Linked DNA regions of Gasterosteus aculeatus: region 1 is linked to region 2. A link is a contact called in public Hi-C data. All regions are on one chromosome and are shown on one strand. Each heading gives the region's core, a stretch centred on a gene start, on an enhancer-like site or on the middle of the called end of the contact. The rest is flanking DNA. Distances are from core to core; before and after follow the strand shown. Region 1 holds the start of LOC120826048 (retinoic acid receptor beta). Region 2 holds the start of maneal (mannosidase endo-alpha like).

Region 1 (4,709 bases), core at 941-3,440, 140 kb after region 2:
AAGAGAGAGAGATAGAACGATGCGAGGGGCATTTCTTAGAGTGTGAGCCGGTGTTTATTGGAAATATAATGGATTGGTGAGCCTCGACTAAGTCATTCAAAAATCTCATAACGTGACGTAGAATTCAGATTTCTCTTTTAGATAAGTGCTAGGATTTTCCTCTTGGTTTGCCTAGCTTAGCATAAAGGCTGGAAGCTAGCCTGACTGTGTCTAAAGGTCTAACCACCCCCCCCTAAAGCACACTAAGTAGCACGAGAAGCTACTAGCATGGGGGAAATATATATAATAATAAATATTTTTTTAAGACGACTTTTAAAACCTTCTTTAGGAATCCAAACTAAGCTGCTTGCCATTTAGTTTCTCTGCTTCATGGATCAAGCTAGGTAGCTAGCTACAGCTAGCCATGAGGTTACGTCACCATACCTCATTCTGAAACAAAATAAGTGAGGAGAAACATTGTCCAGCTATAAAAGCCCCTAAAATCTCAAATCTGAGCGCTTAGAGACAAATTTCCACAAAAAAAAATCTAAGACACATGGTTTAAGTATTCTCCTAAAAACACAGCGAGCCTTCGATCTGTTGGCACGGGTCAACTGGGGTCATTCTCGCGGCGGCGGGGCGCTGGCAGAGCGAGTGGGTGTGGGAGACTAATTGAGTGTCGGGGGCAGCGTGAATGAAGCCACTGTGGTAATCGTCTGGCTCAGCGGCGAGTGGGAGCCATCAGGGGCACTGAGTTGATGTGGCGCCGGGAAGAAGTTTCCCACCACGCCGCCGCCGGCTGTCTGCACGCGGAGGGGCTTCCGATGACGTCCTCGGAAAGAGGAATGCGTAGTCGGCGGGGTGAACATGTCAGGTGGAGCTCTTCTGGATCTGCCTCTCTATAGAGATCCGTTACACTAAACCAGCTCTCTTAACCTCCTTTATGGCATGAGTATCGGGCCTCAACCCCCCCTCACCTGGTTCACGTCGTTTCCACACTCTTGGCAGAGTGTTTAGTGAGCGATCTGAGGTCCATGAGAGATAAAAGTGGGCCGCGGCATCCAAATATGTGGGCTTTTTCCCGCCAATCATTAAACAGCATCGATATTTCTCTGAAAACAATGGATTCTATCACCATGTGTTAAGTGAAAAGCATTACTCACGTTACCCTGCTCGCTGAGAACACATCGTAACTTATAGCGTCTCAGTGAGGCGGATCTCCAACCCAACGTAAAGCCGTTGGTCAGCCGGGGGAACCGGTGTGGTCCGAAGAGCGGAGAGGATCATAGGAGGAGATTCGATCGGTCAAACAAACACAAGATATGAAAATAAAAGGACTCTTCAGGCCCACGAAGCACTTTCCTTTTCTAATCAGGTACGCTGCTCTCACACAATGACAAGAAAGGGGAAAATGGGAATAATCAGCTGTTTCTTGCAAATGTAAAAGAATTGAATTGAACCAGCAAACGACAACATTTACATGTGAGATTTGTTGCAGTTGAATTGGCCACATGTGTTGCATTACCACACATTTACCAAATAGCCAAGGACACAAATGTCTGTTGTACAGAAAGCGATGATTTATTTGAACAATGTCTCCCCCGGTGTAATGTTTTTAAATATATATATTATATTTATATTTCTGGTTTTTGCTTGACAATCAGTGCTACGAATTGTTTCTCCCTAAACTTAATGGTGCGTTAACCCATCGCCATTAACCATGGAGGTCAGAGGTCATGCAGCCCCATCTGATCTCCCTGCTTCTTCCTCAGTGGCACCATAAAAAAATCAATCTCAAACTTTTTGAAATATATCAATTTGGAGTTGGAGAAGAAGGAATTTGATGGAAATTGGCTCACGTCTTTGGAATTATTTCACTATTTTCAGACATTTGGAAGTAAACCAAATAACGCAAAACATCAACGTGGAACCATTGATGTGTTTTATCAAAGTGACTGAGGGATCTGTGCCAATAAGAGTCAAAATTTGCTTTGCTGGATCAATGTAACGCCGAATTGCAAAATATCACCTCGACGATTCGGGATGAAATCTTCACATCTGCTGTTTATTTTTGTCTTCTTCTAGAAGGTGACGGAGGGGAATCCCGCATGGTTCCCCGGGCCGAAGTCATTAGTGGAGACCAACTGTGTCGTAAGCTCAAACGCTCGTGTCATGCGGTTAACGGGGGTCGGCTCAACGAGCGCTCCCATCAGGCGGGGTTAGACCCCGCGTTGGCTCCGTGTTGCGGCAGCGCGCCCCTTGGAAATAAAGCGCTCCGTCTGCGCCGAGCGGCTGCGCGCCGTCGGGTTCGGGTACCCCCCCCCGTGCCAAAGAGGACTTCACCGCCCCCCCCCCCCCCTTCCTAGCCCTCCACCCCCACACACCCTCCACCACCCCCCGAGAGGAAATAACGCCGGCTCTCCTGTCTGCTCGGCTGCATCCAGGCAAAAGGTTAAGCTGCGGAGGTCGTGCAGCGTCAACAAAAAGGACGCAAGTTGGAGATAAAGATGCCAGGACGCGCTACGAGACGCGGGTAAGTTTCTCTGTCTGGATGAATCACGGTCGGTGGCGGCTTTACCTTTCTTTCTTTTTTTTTAATGTCGAATGGATGCATGCGTTTTTATTTTAAACGCACGGAATTTAATACACCGGAGAAAAAAAAGTTCCTTTGACACGGAGATGTCCCCGTCAGAGCCGCCGTGTGGCGGGCTGACTCGGTCCGGGGACCGTGAAGTGAGTCAGGGAATGGCGGGTTTGTTTTTGGGGCGTCTGGAGGTGCAGCGCATCGGACCGTGGGCGCTTAAACCTGCAGCCGCCTCAGTCCCAGCATGCTTTCACCTCTACTTGTATTAGTTAATTTATTCTGGTGCGTTGTTGGAGACGATTTACATGATGATGATGATGATGATGGCACATACCTGTTGGACACACTGACCGGTGTAAAACTGGCGTATCGTACAGAACAAAAGTGCAGTGATGCATTTTGGACATTTGTTGCTGTGCTTCTTTGCATAAAAGGTGCACTCTGCAAACTGCATCCAGCACGCATATGTATATAAAAAAATCAGTTTTACTCTGCACGTTTCTTTCTTTTTATTTTTGCTCATGACAAAAACATGATGTTTGAGTAAGAGGGAATGGTTTTGCAACGTTGCACAGCAGCACATGCAACAACATAGAAATGCATGAAAACCTACAATGCAACTTGATCCACAAACAGAGAGGATGGCTCTCCTCCTCCACCTCCTCCACCTCCTCCTCCTGGCCCTCCTGCAGCCGGTGGGCTGTGAGGGCTCCACTGGAGGCTCAGAGCACCTGAGAGTCAGCAGGAGGCTCCTCTCTCCTCCTGCAGGCTTCAGCCTCTCCTTTTGGAGAGCTCATTTCATGCCTTCTATGCCTTCCGTGCCTGCAGTTTAAACCCTTTGAAGTTTTCTCACGCTAAAGCCTGTGCATTGAAACTGCTCTCCAGTATGTTAATGTTCTCTGATTGACTCGTGTGTCTTTTTAATTAACCCACTTGTATGCGCGCCGCGGCACTGTCCTCGATGAAACGCCATCAGGGAGAAGCGACGGACTGACATGCTGTCAATGAGGGGGGGGGATCTCAAAGTCAATGGCAGTTTGTGCTCAAATGATCGCTGGTTTGATGTCGCCTGCGACTTATTTCTGTTTGAAATCCTCGCTGTGAATGAAACACGGAAAAGTGGTGCTTTATAGGATGCAGTGATTAAGACTTCAGCTTCTGTAATATTAATGACTTTGGAAGATTTCAAAGGATGAACTTCAGAGATGCAGTAGCCTGAAGTAAGCCTACATTAATAATGTGCTTAATTCCATCAGTGAGTCCAGTGTTCCTTCAGCGCTTTCATATCGAGCTTTGCCCCCAAATCAAAGCCTTTTAATTATTCCATACGTCTATGTTCACGCAGGATTTACATTACTCAGATGTGCACCTTGATTTTTTTTAAAAATACATTTTTTACTTCACTCACTTGTGTCACCCTGGATTTTTTCCAATGTGTGTTTCCCATCACGGGTAGGCGTGGAAGTCGCACGTGAAATGGGGTCAGTCATGTGATTACCACCAACAGTCAGCAGGTGGCAAAACGCTCTCAGGGAAAAGAGGAGATCCATCAGGCCGTGATGTGCGACGCTCTGAAGGGCAGCTCCCTGTCGCCGGAGATACTCGGCTGGCTTTCAAAGACATCGCTGCCGCTCCTCCGTCTCGTCCCATTTCAGGCTTCTGAGGATGAGACTCGGGCCCTCTTTAAAAAAAACCCAAACAAACAGATTCAACCTTATTACAGCGATAGAAGTATCTTCCCTGCGATGTCACGGATCTTCAGAGGATTCAACTGCAGTTGAGAAATAAGGGTTGAATTGTAATTTGTGGGGTGCGCGCGTGTAGTCTGACACTTCAGCTGTTGCTCATGTGTTCTAACACCGGGTTCCCAGACCGGGGGCCCCAAACGCCACATGTCCACTGGCTGTTTGTGATGCGATCGATAACAGACGTGAAGGTCCGCTCTCCAGAGGTGGAGCTTTTTTTGCCCACGTTGTTGAATTACTAAAGACAAACAGTAAAAACAATGATGTAGTTCTGTTCTGTCGAATGTGAGTTAGTGATGTTTTCAAGGTCAACGATTTATTTAACTGTTCAGGCATTTGCACCATTCGCACCACTTCAGTGCGATATTACCATAAGTCCCATAATGGTCCCTCTACTATGT
Region 2 (5,080 bases), core at 584-3,083:
ATGTACGGTTTTTTGAGGTTAATGTGTAGGGATTTTAGTCTGGGTCTTTTGAGAACCCCTTATGCCCCCAAAACACTCTAAATTGATCATTTATAACTATCATTTAAGAGTTAGTGAAATATTGTATATATTGTATGTTTTGAATTTGTATTTAAATGAAGGAGTCATGGATTTGTTACTTCTTTTTGAATAAAGACATGAGTTTAGTTTTAAGTATTACACATCTTTGTCAGCCAGCTGTCCTCAAATATCGCTCCTAAATGTTCTTTCTTTTTCTTGGGCTGCATTTAAGTTGAAATTCTCCCTCTTCCTCATTTCAGGATGGATTTCTTGCTGGTGGAATAAAGCTCCTTGCATTTTTCCTGCAGAGGTGATTCACATACACCTGTTACAGTTTATATTAAAAAAAACATCCGGTGGCCCCGTTGGAGTCATTCACCCACACGTATTAAAAAATGATTAGCCACGCTCAAGCTGCTGTACGGCACCACAAACCGGCTCTCGTCACCTCTGAGTCAGGGAAGGACACACACACACACACACACACAGGGAGCTTAAGCCAGCCTTATTTTTTGTGACTCTCCCGTGAACATGTGCAGCTTAATGTCTATATATCCATCTATACGTCAGTGAGGTGTTGCCTGATGAAAAACAAATGACCCCCACCGTCCATGCCTCCAATCGTGAGGCCGGAGGCGCTCTGAAAGTTGCCATGGAAACGGAAAGGCCCGGCAGCCGCCACACGACCGGGCCGGCCACCCTAAGGTGACCGAGGTCACGCGGAGGGGCTTGTGGGAACAAAGCCTTGGCACGCACTTTTTCAACAGAGGATCAACACACACACACACACACACACACACACACACACACACGCTGGTGTGCCACTGTCGTTGGAAAGTTTCCTCTCACTTACAGACGCAGAGAGTATTTGAATATGAATCAAAGCACCGTTGAGGCGGCGTGAACGTAAAGCTGTCGGGTTTAAGCGGCTGCTCGGGCCCACGTGTGTTTCTAGAGGATCTGAATAAGCAGCAGCCCCACATGGGAAGCCCGTCCGCTCACCTTTCACCCCTCCTCCGGAGGGGGGAATCGATCCATAAACCCCAATCGATAACAAATCCATAGCTTGCTGCCATGTTGTGACAGATATCCCTTCCGCAACGAAGCCTCGGGACAACAATGACAGTGTGTCCCCTCTGACACCTCCACCAGATGGTGTTAACCCTCCGCGTAGTCATTTAAAACTTAAAGGACTACTCCGGTGTTGTTCTGCATCTTTTGTATTGCAAGAAAAACTCAGATTTATTTTTTCTCCATTTATAGTTTTAGGATAAATGCCGCGTGTGTTGTGGACTATTTTCAGCGTTGGATTAATTCGCCGTCGGTGCAGAGGGGCGTGTTTGATACACGACATATTTTTAATAAAAGCATATATGGTGACAGGACCATGCATGAAATGATTAACTAAAAAGTAGCCCACATCACACGTTCAGTTAATTATCAGGAACAGCTCCACCAACACAAATAAATGCTTCTCTTTATGTGACATTTCTGCATTTGTACGAGGGGAGGAAACAATTGACAACCCTTTTGTTACAGAAGTGATTGATTGTGTCATATATCACCTCATAACGCAACCTATAAGGTTGATTTAAAGGATTTATATATTTATATTAGAAAACGTATCCACAATAAAACAGGGAGGGGAGGTTTTTTTTTCTTTTTTTCTTCTTGATTGTTTTTTTCACTTTATAATACAAACATGTTTTGCAAAAACAATTGTTATCAATTTGGTTTCAAACATTTTAAAATCAAATGAAAGATGATGCATTAGATAACTGATTTATTTTTCTGCAAAATGTTCGTCTTTAATCTATTGTAGATGAAGGGGACATGGACATGGATCATAGCCTCCTTTGAAAGACTGTTGTGAGATAATTGCCAATCACAAATATGATAAAATGCACCACTTCATTTTTGCCACTAGATGTCATTTCAAGCTTGACTTCTCAGAGACATTGTCAACATTGTATACGCACTATAGTACACTCATCGTCATCACGTCACAGGCTTGTCCTCAATGCAGTGCCATGTCTCATTAAGTGTCATAATATAAAAATCAAAACACACTTGATATATTATTTACTCATACTTTTTGCAAAAGTATCCTGAATTAATTGTGTTATTACGGGTGATACTTATAGGGGCAACCAAAGGGTTTTCTGTTTGCTTCCTTGCAGGGAATTCATTCATTAAGAAAGCGGATGCTGACCCCTCTCGTGGGCCCCTCAGAAACGCTTGTAAGAGATGACCCCCCCCCCCCCAAATAAAACAAGAAGACCCTTTTGCTCCGCCCCCTGCCGCTCCTGTGGCATTAATCACCCCTCATACAATATTTCCGGTTGGGGTAAATCCACCGCCCGCTATGCTCGCACAAGAAAAACAAGTGTTTCTGACAGGAACATTCAGTGACGAAAGTGCGTCAGAAAAAACCCCAGAACAAAATAAAACGATGGGATGACACGAAGAGGAGAGCGAAGGAAGCCGCAGAAACCTCCATCAGAGTGGCTTTTGTTTTGTAAAGAGGGAGCTGTGTGGACTGACACAAAAACAAGATGAAAAAATAAAAGCAGCACAGCCGATTTCCCACGTCCCTCTCGAAGAGGAGAGGATGGGGCCGAACAAAGAGCTCGCAGGGCGGTGAGAAGGAGACCCGTCGAAGCGTCGTCGCGCGGGATCCCTCCGGGTCGTGACGATGGAGGTGAAATGACATCGCTTCTCTTGCGTTTAACAGACTGGATTATGCGCCACCCTCTGCAGTGACTGAAGCCTCTTTTCATTATCATTATTAGTATTATTATTACCAGCATTATTATCACTACGCGCTGTAAACACGAAGAGCCGCAGGCGGCGTTGAGAGGAGAGCGCGCGTCACCGGCCGCTCGCCCGCAGCACCACGGACAGCGACCATGACTCGGCTGCGCAGGAAGGCGCTCGTGGCTCTCTTCCTCTTCACGCTCTTCATCTTCGGGGCCATGATGGGGCTCAGGACGCTGAAGCCGAGCGACGGCTTCTCGGACCTGGCCCCCGGGATGGACTTCGTCGGGGAGCGATCCGAAAGGAGGCGGCTGGACGCGAAAGGCGCGGCGGCGGCGGCGGTGGCGTCGCCGGGCCACTTCCACACGGGCGGCAGTGACACCAAGGTGGTGTTCACCAAGTCGGACCGAGACTACAGCATTTTCTACGACGTGCACATCTTCTACTACCTGTGGTACGGCTCCCCCAGCATGGACAACAAGTACATCCACTGGGATCACGTGCTGGTGCCCCATTGGGACCCCAAGATCGCCGCCAGTCATGCCCAAGGAAGGCACACGCCTCCAGACGATATCGCCTCAAGTTTTTACCCCGAGCTGGGACCCTACAGCTCCAGGGACCCAAAGGTGCTGGAGTCACACATGGCCCAGATAGAGGCGGCTGCAGCAGGTAATTCTTGCATGTTTCCCTGTTGTAAACCTCCACCGCCCCCCCCCCCCCCCCCCCCCAACTCATGCTAAAAGAAGTGGCCATATAGCGTTTATTGTTGACTTGTATATTTCATAGACGTTTGAGAAGTTCTCAAACAAAATGGGGCGCCAGAAAACCTTCCACTTCGACGGTTGCATTGATAAAATAAAAGGATTTTCTATAAACATTTTGTTTACATTAAAGAGGGACACTGGCCGAGAGTCATTATTTACTCCTCAAACAGTCGGAGGACACACGAGGCACACGCTAGAAGCCGACACTTCCAGCTTGTGCCTCGACCCCCCCCCCCCCCATCAAAGGTCGTGCTCTGACCTCCCTGCACGTACTCAGGGCAGACACTTCCTCCCCGTGCTGTGGTGTTGTAGGGGTGCTGGTGTTGTCCTGGTATCCTCCCGGCATGGCGGAGGACCACGGGGAGCCCACCGAGGACCTGGTTCCCGCTGTCATGGACGCCGCCCACAGGCACAGCATCAAGGTAACTGGTGAGACAGACGGTATGTTTTTCCTTTCTGACGATTTACTGAATGAATGACTTGCTGCTGACAGTTAAACGATAACGTTTTTGGGGGGGTTTAATCAAGCGTGTACCAGATTTAGAAACACTTTACTTTTCATGGCGTTATCCATTTACTTTCATCGCTATTTTTTGCAAACTGGGCCTGTTTTTTGCACCCGTTTGTAAGGTCACGTGCATGATGCATCACAAATAATAGGCCTGTTTTGGAGACTCAAGCTCTGTGTTGCTTCCAAAGTCACAGTTAAGATCTTTGCTGCTGGTCATATATGCACATTTTGGATTATAATCATCAAAGTTGAACTTTAAAAAACTGAATTTAGCTTCTAAAAGGCTTGTGGGACTGGTCCTTGAAAATGCATTTTTGTCCACTCATGCAAAAACTGTGTCATGCCCTTTATTGAAAATGCAGCATGTCTTGCAGCTGCATTGCATTCTGGTCCACTAAGGCTCCTGACAGGGAACAAATGGCGGCCTTACCCAGTAGGGGTCCAGTGGCATCTCTAGCTGTGATGCTCTGATCTCAAAACCTGACATTTACATTAACATCCGGTAAATAGTTGTTTTTTAAACGCGAAGGCCTTCAGGGTAGATTGTCCATTTCAAAAGCGCCTTTTCCTCTATGGCACTTAGTGGGTCTGATACCGTGAAGCCTAAAGATGCTGCTGAAGAGTGTAGATTTAGCATCACGGGGACAGAATAGCTTCCCCTCCAGTCTGCTCCTTATATGGAAGTCTTAGACGGAGAACTGGGTCTCACTGTGTGTGTGTCGCACTTACACAACCGTGTGTGTCTCCCAGCTGACCTGAGGGCTCATGCTCCAGTGTTTCAGTGCACCAGAGCTGCTGCTGAAGGCTGAAAACACAGTGTTTTGTGTGTGTGTGGTTGTGTGTTCACTCTACCCGTCTCATTTATGTGCCATTTGTTTACGGAGGAGCTCCTCCTGCTGATATCCAGATGCGAAAATGAGACTTGAGACTTGAGACTTGCATCCGAACCTGAGCGCGGCGGTCGCGGAGGTCAGCGGAGAGCGACGCG

Evidence for each region. Hi-C and Micro-C count contacts between places; a contact is called where the count stands out from the background.
Region 1: a contact with region 2 is called in a Hi-C map of skeletal muscle, with 5 times the contacts expected there. The contact joins the promoter of LOC120826048 here to the promoter of maneal in region 2. A contact is called at or near these places in 2 of 6 Hi-C or Micro-C datasets (both in skeletal muscle).

What each region holds. Positions count from the first base shown.
Region 1 is chr10:14,683,221-14,687,929 of fGasAcu3.hap1.1, forward strand. It overlaps LOC120826048 (retinoic acid receptor beta), which reads left to right and starts at 2,191. Exons shown (of 9, transcript XM_040187965.2): 1 at 2,191-2,512.
Region 2 is chr10:14,547,827-14,552,906 of fGasAcu3.hap1.1, forward strand. maneal (mannosidase endo-alpha like) reads left to right here and starts at 1,834. Exons shown (of 4, transcript XM_040188466.2): 1 at 1,834-3,486; 2 at 3,894-4,003. The coding sequence starts at 2,970. The region is part of intron 1 of rpl15 (ribosomal protein L15); the gene reads left to right.